2 separate regions of the Ovis aries genome follow, and region 1 is linked to region 2. A link is a contact called in public Hi-C data. All regions are on one chromosome and are shown on one strand. Each heading gives the region's core, a stretch centred on a gene start, on an enhancer-like site or on the middle of the called end of the contact. The rest is flanking DNA. Distances are from core to core; before and after follow the strand shown. Region 1 overlaps STON2 (stonin 2). Region 2 holds the start of TSHR (thyroid stimulating hormone receptor).

Region 1 (4,798 bases), core at 545-3,044, 300 kb after region 2:
AGTATCCCCTTTGGGATGCGGAAGTACAGAATGTGAGCAGGAACAGATGAAGAGAAAGAATATTGAGTGTCCTAGATCCCTGGGATCAGGATTTAAGGCTCCCAACATTAGAAAAATATGGCTTCCCCCATCTCTACCCTAGAGTCTTCTGCCTTTCAGATCTATTAGAATACTGTGATTATCAAAGTGTGAATTTCTAGGAAAAGCTCATACAAGCTTAATTTTGAAACAGCTCTTAAAATGATCTTTTTCAAATTACATTTCCTACAAAGTCTGAGTTAGAGACACACAGCTGTCTATTGGCTATGAGGTATAAAATGGAGTTCCCAAAATGCCCTTGACAAATGCCTGAGATGTATGTATCCATTTATTTCAGGAGTCAGAAATAGCATATATTTTTCAGTGTGAATTTAGAAAATCACTGAGATTGAAGCTGTCTCCTGAATTGAATATTATCTCGAAATGAACGTTCCTTTTCCCTGGAACGAAGAAAAATAGCTCAATTTTGCTTTCCCTTCAACAGCCACTCTTTGCAGAATACAGGGCTAATTACGGAATTTAAAAGCATCCTATTGTGCCCTTTTCCCCATTGTCTATTGTGACTCAGGATGGTGAACCCTGGGACTGACAGTTTAGAAGATGGAAAAAGTGTTTCAATCTCGAACTCGGAAGAAAACATTTCAGAAACATCTTTGCATAGTGCTAACATTTGAAGCATGGAGACACCTATGAAAGGTCTAGCAGACCCAGAGAAGAAATTGGCTTTGTACCTTTTGTCATTTTTTTCTCTAGAGGGAATGATGGAGGTGGAGTCTTGGTTAATTAACTTCTCAAAAAACTGTTTTCCAGAAATTGATTGACCAACACTAGGGGGCCGGGGGGGGGTCTTTTCCTGACTATGATCACTCATGACAAGCCACACCTAAGAGCCGTGAGATAAGCAAGAGTGGAGAAGAGGCTTAATTATACGGTAAGCTCCACAGGCCAGGGGACCCGACAGCTTCAAGCATAGTCAGAGCCTCTCTCAGGCAGCCATCTTAGGGTTTCCTGTTAGAATACAGGTAACTACAAACAGGATGGTCCATACCCTGTTCCCCACAGGGAGGAGCCACGCTAGGTACTGACTTGAATTTCAGCTATTCAGGAAGACATCCTATTGTGCCACTTGGGTCAGGAACCCCTGCAAGACAGCCTCATCACTGGACCCCGCACTCCTTGGGATTTTCCATGTTGTCTCCGTCCAAGTCCAGCTTCAAACTCTTTTTTTGCTCAATTTCCACCTGTCAAGGAATAGACATCGGAGAGAAATAATCAGAAAGAAATATCAGGAAAACACCCCAACAACTAACCAAAAGAGAAAAACCTCACTAGGTTCTTTGAGAGTCCATCCTTATAGTTTGGTTAATGTTCTGGGGTTTAGCTACACCAAGCTACTGGGCCTGTATACACCATGGCTTTGAATGTGCACATGCCCTTGGCTTGGTCTGGAATTCCTCTCCCTCTCAGTCCACCTGGGAAATCCTTCTTCTTTGCCTTGCACAGTTGCTCAAAGTCTCCTATAAAGCTATTCTTGACTCCCCAGGTAGAATCAGGTGCCCCCCCTGTGTATATATCCTCTGCACCCTGTACACTTGCCCAGCCCCACTACACCACAGGCTCTGTAAGACAGGGCAGGCCCTTTTTAACTATTAAACCCCCAAAATACAGGCATACACAAAGGTTTATCAAATGAATGGATTTCTTTGCAGTTGGCTGTTTACACTCTCCATGACTTTGTCCCTTTAAACAGTCTGCAGAGAATTCCCTGGTAGTCCAAAGGTCAGGACTCTGCACTTCCACTGCAAGGGGCACAGGTTCAATCCCTGGTCAGTGAACTAAGATCTTACCTACCGTACGGCACAGCCAAAAAAAAAAAGTGTCCAATAGTATTTACAGTTCTGCCTGTATCTTTTGCAGAATACTATAGCTGTTAACTATAAAGGGATTAATCAATTAATCTTGTCTTGAGAGTGACATAGCTCATCTGAAGCCTTTTGATATGTCAGGCAGTGAATCTTTTGAGTTACGGAGCTTCATAATGAAAGCTGCTTCTCTCAATACCCATATTTATAATAATGAGGGAAAGAATTCAGACAAAACAGCTGACTATGGTCATGTTTGAAGTGCTGAGTTTTGTGTTTTTTTTCCTGGCCACAAGATGGAGTATTTGTTCTTTTCGGTAGTTGAATGTTTTGGATTGCACAACTAAGGAAATATTTAAAGAACAATTAAATGATGGTATAAATCCAAGGGTGTTATTATGAATAGAAAATTATTAAACCGCTTTGCCAAATCCCTCTTCAGTGTGCCCCCCGCCCCCTTGCCCATTTTCCATCGTCTTTGGCATTTAATCTCCTGCATGTGTGTGCTCAGTTGCTTCAGTTGTGTCTGACTCTTTGCAACTTTATGGACCTTAGCCAGCCAGGCTCCTCTGTCCAAGGGATTCTCCAGGGAAGAATCCTGGAGTGGGTGTCCCTGCCCTCCTCCAGGGGATCTTCCCAACCCAGGGATGGAACCTGCACCTCAACATCTCTTGCATTAGCAGACAGGCTCTTTACCACTAGCATCTCTTCCTACTGAATCTCTCTTAATTCCCCAGGATATAATCACTCTTTATGTCCGAACTCTCCAGCTTCACAGCCCCCTTTACAGCCCTGATCCTGTTACTACTATAAAGGTTTGCTCGGCTTTCGAGATTGCTCTGTTACAGCCCAGTGACCAGGTCAGATGTGTCTTAACCTCACTCAGATCCACTTCACCAACATCTGCAGCTGAAATATATGCTTAGAGTTAGCATTCTCCTGAGCCTGCCTGCACTTCCAAGCCCACTCCCCTGCACATAAATTATATGATAAACGAGTAATAATAATCCCCTTACCCCGTGACTCTTTTGTCATTGTTCGTGACAACTGAGACATTATATCCTCCTCTTTCATTAGCCTCTATTTCTCTTTCCAGCCTTTCTGTTGCCCACTAGCAGGATTATTCATTTAGCTCTGAGCAGACTAAACCACAGCTATGCGTGCTGGGCCACCTCCACGGTGGCCGGAGCGCCCGTCTGCACCCTGGGCGGGCACTGCTAAAAGGAATGGGAGCAGGGAGCGTTTGGGGGTAAATAGACAGACTTGGAAGCATTAGCCAGATGCCCCCCGAGGCTACCTTGTAGCTGTAGTGTGCAGAATAATTGACCCACTTCCTGACGTCAGTCTTGTCTTCCACAGAGATGGATCTCACAGCAGCTTTGGAGGCAGACGTTGTAGGCATGCTGAACTCGACGTTCACGTGATTGGCAAATCTGGAAGGCACTTCCCGGTCCGAGCCAAGTTCAAGGTGGCAGAAGAAACAGTGTGGGTGACCAGAAGCTATAAAAGAAAAACAAAGATTCTAGGGTTCGGGTTCTTTGGCGAAGAAATGGAAGGAGAGCCTGAGTAACAAACAAAGGAGGCCTGGCAGCCTTTCAGAGGGTCCAGCGCTGAGCAGAGGACTGGCCTCGGCAGAAACCACACTGCACGTATATGCCTCAGATCTCTGGACGTAACACCGTCTCATTTCGGTAGCCTGGGATCCTAGCAATAAAACGCGTGACCTGGGAAATGAGGCTTACTCTGCCTGCTCAGGTCAGAGCTCGACGTGAACACAGCACAAATACCAAGAAACAGAGATTGTAGATTGGCAGAAAGGAATAAAAGAGATCAGCACTTAGCACCTAATAAAACAACAAAGACAGCCACCTGGAGCAAAATCATCAATTTCTTTTGAAAGCTGAATTGAATTTTCTTCATAGCCGTTCATTTTTTTTTTTAAATGCTTTTGGCATGTTTTCCAGGTGAATGAAATATGTAAATAACAAAGCCCTTAGAAACTGCACGTAAGCATTAGGCAAGCATGGTTTCCCAGATGTCTCCCTAGGAAGACATCTTTCCCAGTGGTAAAGAATCTGCCAATGCAGGAGAGCCGGGTTCCATCCCTGGACCATGAAGATGCCCTGGAGAAGGAAATGGCAACCCACTCCAGCAGTCTTGCCTGGGAAACCCTGTGGACAGAGGAGCCTGGGGGGCTACAGTCCATGGGGTCACAATGAACCGGAGACGACTGAGCATGCAGTCATGCCCACGGAACGCCCGAGAGAACACAAGACCGACAGCCAGGGCCTGTTAGTCCTGGATTTGACCTGCAGCTCTTCTAAGCGCGAGGACCCCACACCCAAAGCCTTTGTTCTCTCCAGGCTTCTTCCTCAAGGATGAAGTGTGGAGCTGGGGGTTGGTGGGAAAGGGTGAGCTGAACAAGGCCAGGCATCGGCCCTTACTGCTATTTAACTCTGTAAATCTGTGGCTGGTTCTGCCTTATCTGGAAGGCAAACTTATGGTTTGATTTTCATCTGAAGATTGTTACCAGATTATTTGAGGCAGAAGAGCCAGAGCTGACTTCCCTGCCTCACCATGGACACGTCGCCGGCACCACTAGTCAGATGCGGCAGGAGACGTTTTCCGAGAACCGTGAGCCAGGTCGTGAGCAAAGTGTTCTCTGCAGATTCTCTCACTGCAGCTTCATAACCGTCCCCTGAGGCTGTGCTTTGTTACGTGTGTACAGATGAGGAACTAAGGCTTCGGGAGGTGAGCTCGACCGCCCAGGGTCAGAGCTAGCAAGTGGTAGAGCCAAGAAAACTAGACCCAGCGGTCCACCTCCCAGACACTCAACCGATTTGTCTGTGTGACAGCCTCACAGTCCTCAAACCTCGGTACCAGGGTTTGCAGGGTGA
Region 2 (5,152 bases), core at 807-3,306:
ACAGTCTATGGGGTCACAAAGAGTCGGAGACACTGAGTAACTAATCACAGAGCAGGGCTTTATTGGTCAGTCTGTAGAATTTAAATCTAATTTTATTTGAAATTTTTATTTCTTCTTTTGGTTGTGAAATAATATTCCATTATATGGATGTATTAATACCACTCTTTGTTTCTAGAGGAAGGACATTTGGGTGGTTTCCAGTTTGGGTGGAATATGAATAAAGTCATTACAAAAATTGAAATGCACATATTTAAACTGCACAGTTTGGTGAATTTTGGAAAATGTATGCATCCACCTATGTGCAGTCAAGATATAGAAAATTTCTATAACCCTCGTAAGTTCTCTCCTGTCTTTTCCCAATCTCCCCTAAACATAGTTCTGATTTCCTTCACCATAGCTTCTCCCACATCCCAGAAGTTCATATAAGTAGAAGCGTGTACTATGTGAATGATACTCTCTTTATCTCAAGAAGAATTAGTAAGCAACAGTAAAGCTTTTAAGAGAGAAACAGGCACAATCCAATTTCTATTTTGGATTATCTTGTTAGTTACTGCATGAAGAATGATGAGTAGATGATAGTTTTCCCCTTGAGTCTTCTTTTTCTTCCCATCTTCTGGGGTGATCCATGGGGTCGATAATATTTCTGGGCAGACCAGAATTTATCAGGTGGGACTCAATTCCAGCATCGCAAGCACTGTATTCCGAGTTCCGTTTAAGCCACAGGCACTGATGCTGAAACTGCCATACTTAGGCCACCTGATGAGAAGTGACTCATTGGAAAATACCCTGATGCTGGGAAAGGCAGGAGGAGAAGGGGATGATAGGGGATGAGACTCTTTCTCCTTGGAAGAAAAGCTACGAGAGCATATTAAAAATCAAAGACATTGCTTTGCCAACAAAGGTCCGTCTGGTCAAGGCTGTGGTTTTTCCAATAGTCATGTATGGATGTGCGAGTTGGACCATAAAGAAAGCTTAGCACCGAAGGATTGATGCTTTTGAACTGTGGTGTTGGAAAGGACTCTTGAGAGTCTCTTGGACTGCAAGGAGATCCAATCAGTCCATCCTAAAGGAAATCAGTCCTGAATATTTGCTGGAAGGACCGATGCTGAAGCCGAACCTGCAATACTTTGGCCACCTGATGTGAAGGACTGACTCATTGAAGAAAACCCTGATACTGGGAGATTTAAGGCGGGAGGAGAAGAGGACGACAGAGGATGAGATGGTTGGATGGCATCACCAAAGATGGACATGAGTTTGAGCAAGCTCTGGGAGTTGGTCATGGACAGGGAGTCCTGGCGTGCTGCGGTCCATGGGGTCGCAGAGTGGGACACGACTGAACGGCTGAAATGGACTGAACAGTTTCCGCCGTCTCGGGGTCTGCCCACCAGGTGGCGCCAGAGTCCACCGCCTGCCCGGCCGTGCGCCGAGCTGAGAGCCGGCCGCCAGGCCAGCCCCCGCGGCTATCTGCGCGAGTGTCAGCGCGCGCCCCGCGGGACCCGCGAGGATCCTGCGCGAGAGGCGCGCCTCGGCAACATCGCGGGCTGCCCGGCCACGCGTGCCTGCCTCGGACCCTCGGGCAGAGGCACCCTGGGCCAGGGAGAGCTGAAGTTCTGCGGGACCCGAGTCCTCCCCAGGAGGACAGTCCGTTCCGCTGGAACTTTCTCCGTTTAGAGAGGGTGCGTGCGCGTGGATCCGGAGAGGCAGTTCCCTGGGGGCCGCGGGAAAATGGGGTGGCCCGTTGGGTTTAGGGACCAGCAAAGGAGGGGAAGTCCCAACCAGGCTTTTGGGAGGAAGGCGAGGCGAGGAGCGCGTCGGGGCAGGTTGGAGGGCAGAGGGAGGCAGGGAACAGACGAGGCTAGGGGCGCGGAGAGCGAAGCCGGGGAGCTAGTTTGGGCGCAGGGTTGCCAGGGCGACGGAGCCCTTAAGAGCCTCTTCGGTGCCCTCTCCAGCCTCCGGCTTGGTGCTGAAGTCACAGACCATCGAGCCCTCCTCCCTCCCGCCCCGCGCCGTCTCTCTTGGCCTCGAGGAGCTCGAGGCGCAGAGGGATGAGAGGGAGGCGATCGCGGAGCACGCAGAGGTAGCCTGGGGCCCCGAGGACGATGCGGCCGACGCCCCTCCTGCGGTTGGCGCTGCTTCTGGTCCTGCCCAGCAGCCTCTGGGGGGAGAGGTGTCCGTCTCCGCCCTGCGAATGCCGCCAGGAGGACGACTTCAGAGTCACCTGCAAGGACATCCAGCGCATCCCTAGCTTACCCCCCAGCACGCAGACCCTGTGAGTACCTGGGGAGGAGAGGGGGAACCCAGGAGTCCCAGGCAGCTGGGGAAGGAGGCTGGAAGTGCGTAAAAAGAGCTTGAGAACAGGCCAGAGGGCGTGTGTGTGTCTGTGCGCGTGTGTGTCTGTGTGTCTGTACGTGTAGTACCCAAACATGGTATTGATGATACCCCAGTTATTCATAACGCAGAAGTTAACAAAACTTTAGTACAAGATGAAAAGTGACAGTTGTCCTTTCTAAGAGAGTTGTTTTTCTGCACTTTGCCTCAGCCAGAATCTCAATTTTACTTAAAATGTAAACGAGCTTGCTGACAACTCAAGAACTGATCTTTTTGATCTCATTTTGGGTGATGAAAAATTGTTTTAAAAAAAAGTGTTTCAATTTTTATAGTCTTTCTAGATGAGAAGTTATCTTAGTAGGTTTCTTGATTCATCAAATAGTTGATGGAATTTAATCAGGGCTCTTTTTAAACTACAGTCATCTTTCAGTATCCACGGCCATTGGCTCCAGGACCCCTGTGTATACCAAAATCCAAGGATATTCGAGTGAAGTATTTGCATATCACCTATGCACATCCTCCTGTACACTTTAGAACACCTCTAGATTACTTGTAAAACCTAAAACAGTCTAAATGTTATATAAATAATGTTAAAAAACAATGTAAATTCTCTGTCAATAGTTGCCAGTGTGGGGGATATTCAAGTTATGCTTTTTGGAACTTTCTGGAATGCCGTGTACCCCACCCTTGAGTATATGCAATCCAGGGTTAGTTGAATCTACAGATGGAACACCTGCCCTTATGGAATACCCTTTACAGTTTGCATGAAGTATATGTGTTACTCACTCAATGATGAACTCCCCACTTCTTATTGTTGCTGTTTAGTCACTAAGTTGCGTCCAGCTCTTTTGCAATCTCATGGACTGTAGCCCGCCAGGCTCCTCTGTCCATGCAATTTTCCAGGCAGGAATATTGGAGTGGGTTGCCATTTCCTTCTCCAGGGGATCTTCTCAACCCAGGGACCAAACCCGGATCTCCTGCATTGGCAGGCAGATTCTTTACTACTGAGCTGCCTGGGAAGCCACACCTACTTATGTAGTACATCCAGAAACCTCCTTTTGGGTAAGCGCAGTAAAGATAAAAAGAGATGAAATTCCAAATAGTATATTTTTATCTGCATGTTAAATGTTACCAAATTAGAAGCCTAATGTTAAATAAGCTTTGAGTGTAAAAGAGTTAGTTGCTTAGTCGTGTCCAACTCTTTGGGACCCCATGGACTGTGGCCCTTCAGGCTCTTTGACCATGGAATTCTCCAGGCTAGAATTCTGGAATGGGTTGCCATTCCCTTCTCCAAGGGATCTTCCCGACCCAGGGCTCAAAGCTGGATCTCCTGAATTGCAGGCAGATTCTTTACTGTCTGAGCCACAAGGGAAGCCCATTGTTCCTTAACACACATTTAAGTCAATGACAATTGAGAGGATGAATGTAATCAAGGGAAGAAGACTTTTTTGGGTGATCAGAAACAGAATGGTAAGAAAGAATAGTAAAGACAATCTTGTTTACCTATTTACTTGTTTTCCTATTTACTTAACTGGTTAAACCCAGTTAAGGTCAGTAAGCACAGGTAGATAAATGGAAAGCAATGGTAAAGTTGTGTTTAAAATTCCCTCCAGCAGTTAGCAGTAGGTTATGAACGTTTCAGCACAAGTATGTACTTGTGTGCAGCCTCCAAGTATTGCTTCATTGCCCATGCTGCCACCCCAGAAGAAAAGCTGTTCTTAGCATCTTGATGTTTTGGTGGAACCCTTGCATTGACTCCTTGCAGCTCCCGTGATAAAGTTCTTTTGTGCAGCCTACAAGATCCTTTGAGACCTAGTCCAGTCTTTCAGACCTCGTGGCTCATGGTCTGTCACACTTCAGGGGTAGAAAGAGTTTCTGCTATTGAGCAGAATTTCTGGAACTTTCCCTCAAATCCTTTGCTCCTGCAAGCTGCTTTTGCCTTTCCTTCTGCATTCTAGTCCTCTGCCTAAAGTGACTTTTCTCTTTTCCTCACCTGGCTGATTCCTACTCCAAGGTCCAGATTGGGGGTTAACTCCCTCCGGGAAGCCTCTCCTGGCCAACGACTCCTAGGCTCAGTGAGCTCTGTTCCTTTGACAGCATCCTGCACGTGAACTCCAGCCTCCCCCCAACACACAGGTTTTCTGTAACTTGTTATCCCTTTGAGTGCCTGTCTTAGCAGAAAATGAACTTGTCTAACCCAGGGACCCTGTCTTTCAGCCCTTGTTATTGTTGTTTAGTCACTAAGTCACATCTGAGTCTTTTGTGACCCCATAGACTAATAGCCCACCAGGCTCCTCTCTCCATGGGATTTCCCAGACCAGAATACTGGAGTGGGTTGCCATTTCCTTCTCCAGGGGATCTTCCTGGCCCAGGGATCAAACCCCCATCTCCTGCTTGGCAAGAGGATTCTTGACCACTGAGACACCAGGGAAGCCCCATTCAACTCTAGAACTGCTTTAATGCTCAAAAAAAAAAAGCTTGTTAGGTGAATGAATGAACAAACAGATACACTGGTCTCAGACTGTCCACTGTGTGTCTGTGTGGCAGTGGGGGTAGGGGAATGGAGACCAGAGGCATCACGTCTTCAGAGATTTCTTTCAAGGGAGCAGGGTTTCAAGAGTCATTGAAGAGCAGGGTGGCTCTAGCCGTGGAAGGGAAGTGGGAGTCATTCTGTTCAATTTCCCCCAAACAACGAGGAGAAAGGTAATATTGGAGAAGGAGCAATGGAATGGGAGTTGGAAGACACGTCTCTTCCCCCTTCTGTGGCTAACTGTTAAATTAGGTGAGATAATTTACGTGGGAGGACGCACGTTTCCTTCAGGTT

Evidence for each region. Hi-C and Micro-C count contacts between places; a contact is called where the count stands out from the background.
Region 1: a Hi-C map of liver shows a contact between it and region 2, with 3 times the contacts expected there. The contact joins the enhancer-like site here to the promoter of TSHR in region 2. A contact is called at or near these places in 5 of 16 Hi-C or Micro-C datasets (hypothalamus, liver, muscle and 2 more).

Annotation. Positions count from the first base shown.
Region 1 is chr7:90,733,322-90,738,119 of ARS-UI_Ramb_v3.0, forward strand. STON2 (stonin 2) reads right to left here. Exons shown (of 6, transcript XM_042252819.2): 5 at 3,199-3,401; 6 at 1-1,280. The coding sequence ends at 1,197. LOC114115657 (a long non-coding RNA gene) reads left to right here. Exons shown (of 2, transcript XR_006060482.1): 2 at 3,261-4,798. Among named protein-coding and RNA genes, the nearest start is that of GTF2A1, 41 kb to the left of the region's middle. Within about 2 kb of position 1,795, at least 3 of the 54 cell types and tissues checked have an H3K27ac peak or open chromatin away from gene starts, as enhancers often do. A contact at or near this core is called in liver, where this site is marked.
Region 2 is chr7:90,436,574-90,441,725 of ARS-UI_Ramb_v3.0, forward strand. It overlaps TSHR (thyroid stimulating hormone receptor), which reads left to right and starts at 2,057. Exons shown (of 10, transcript NM_001009410.1): 1 at 2,057-2,269. The coding sequence starts at 2,100.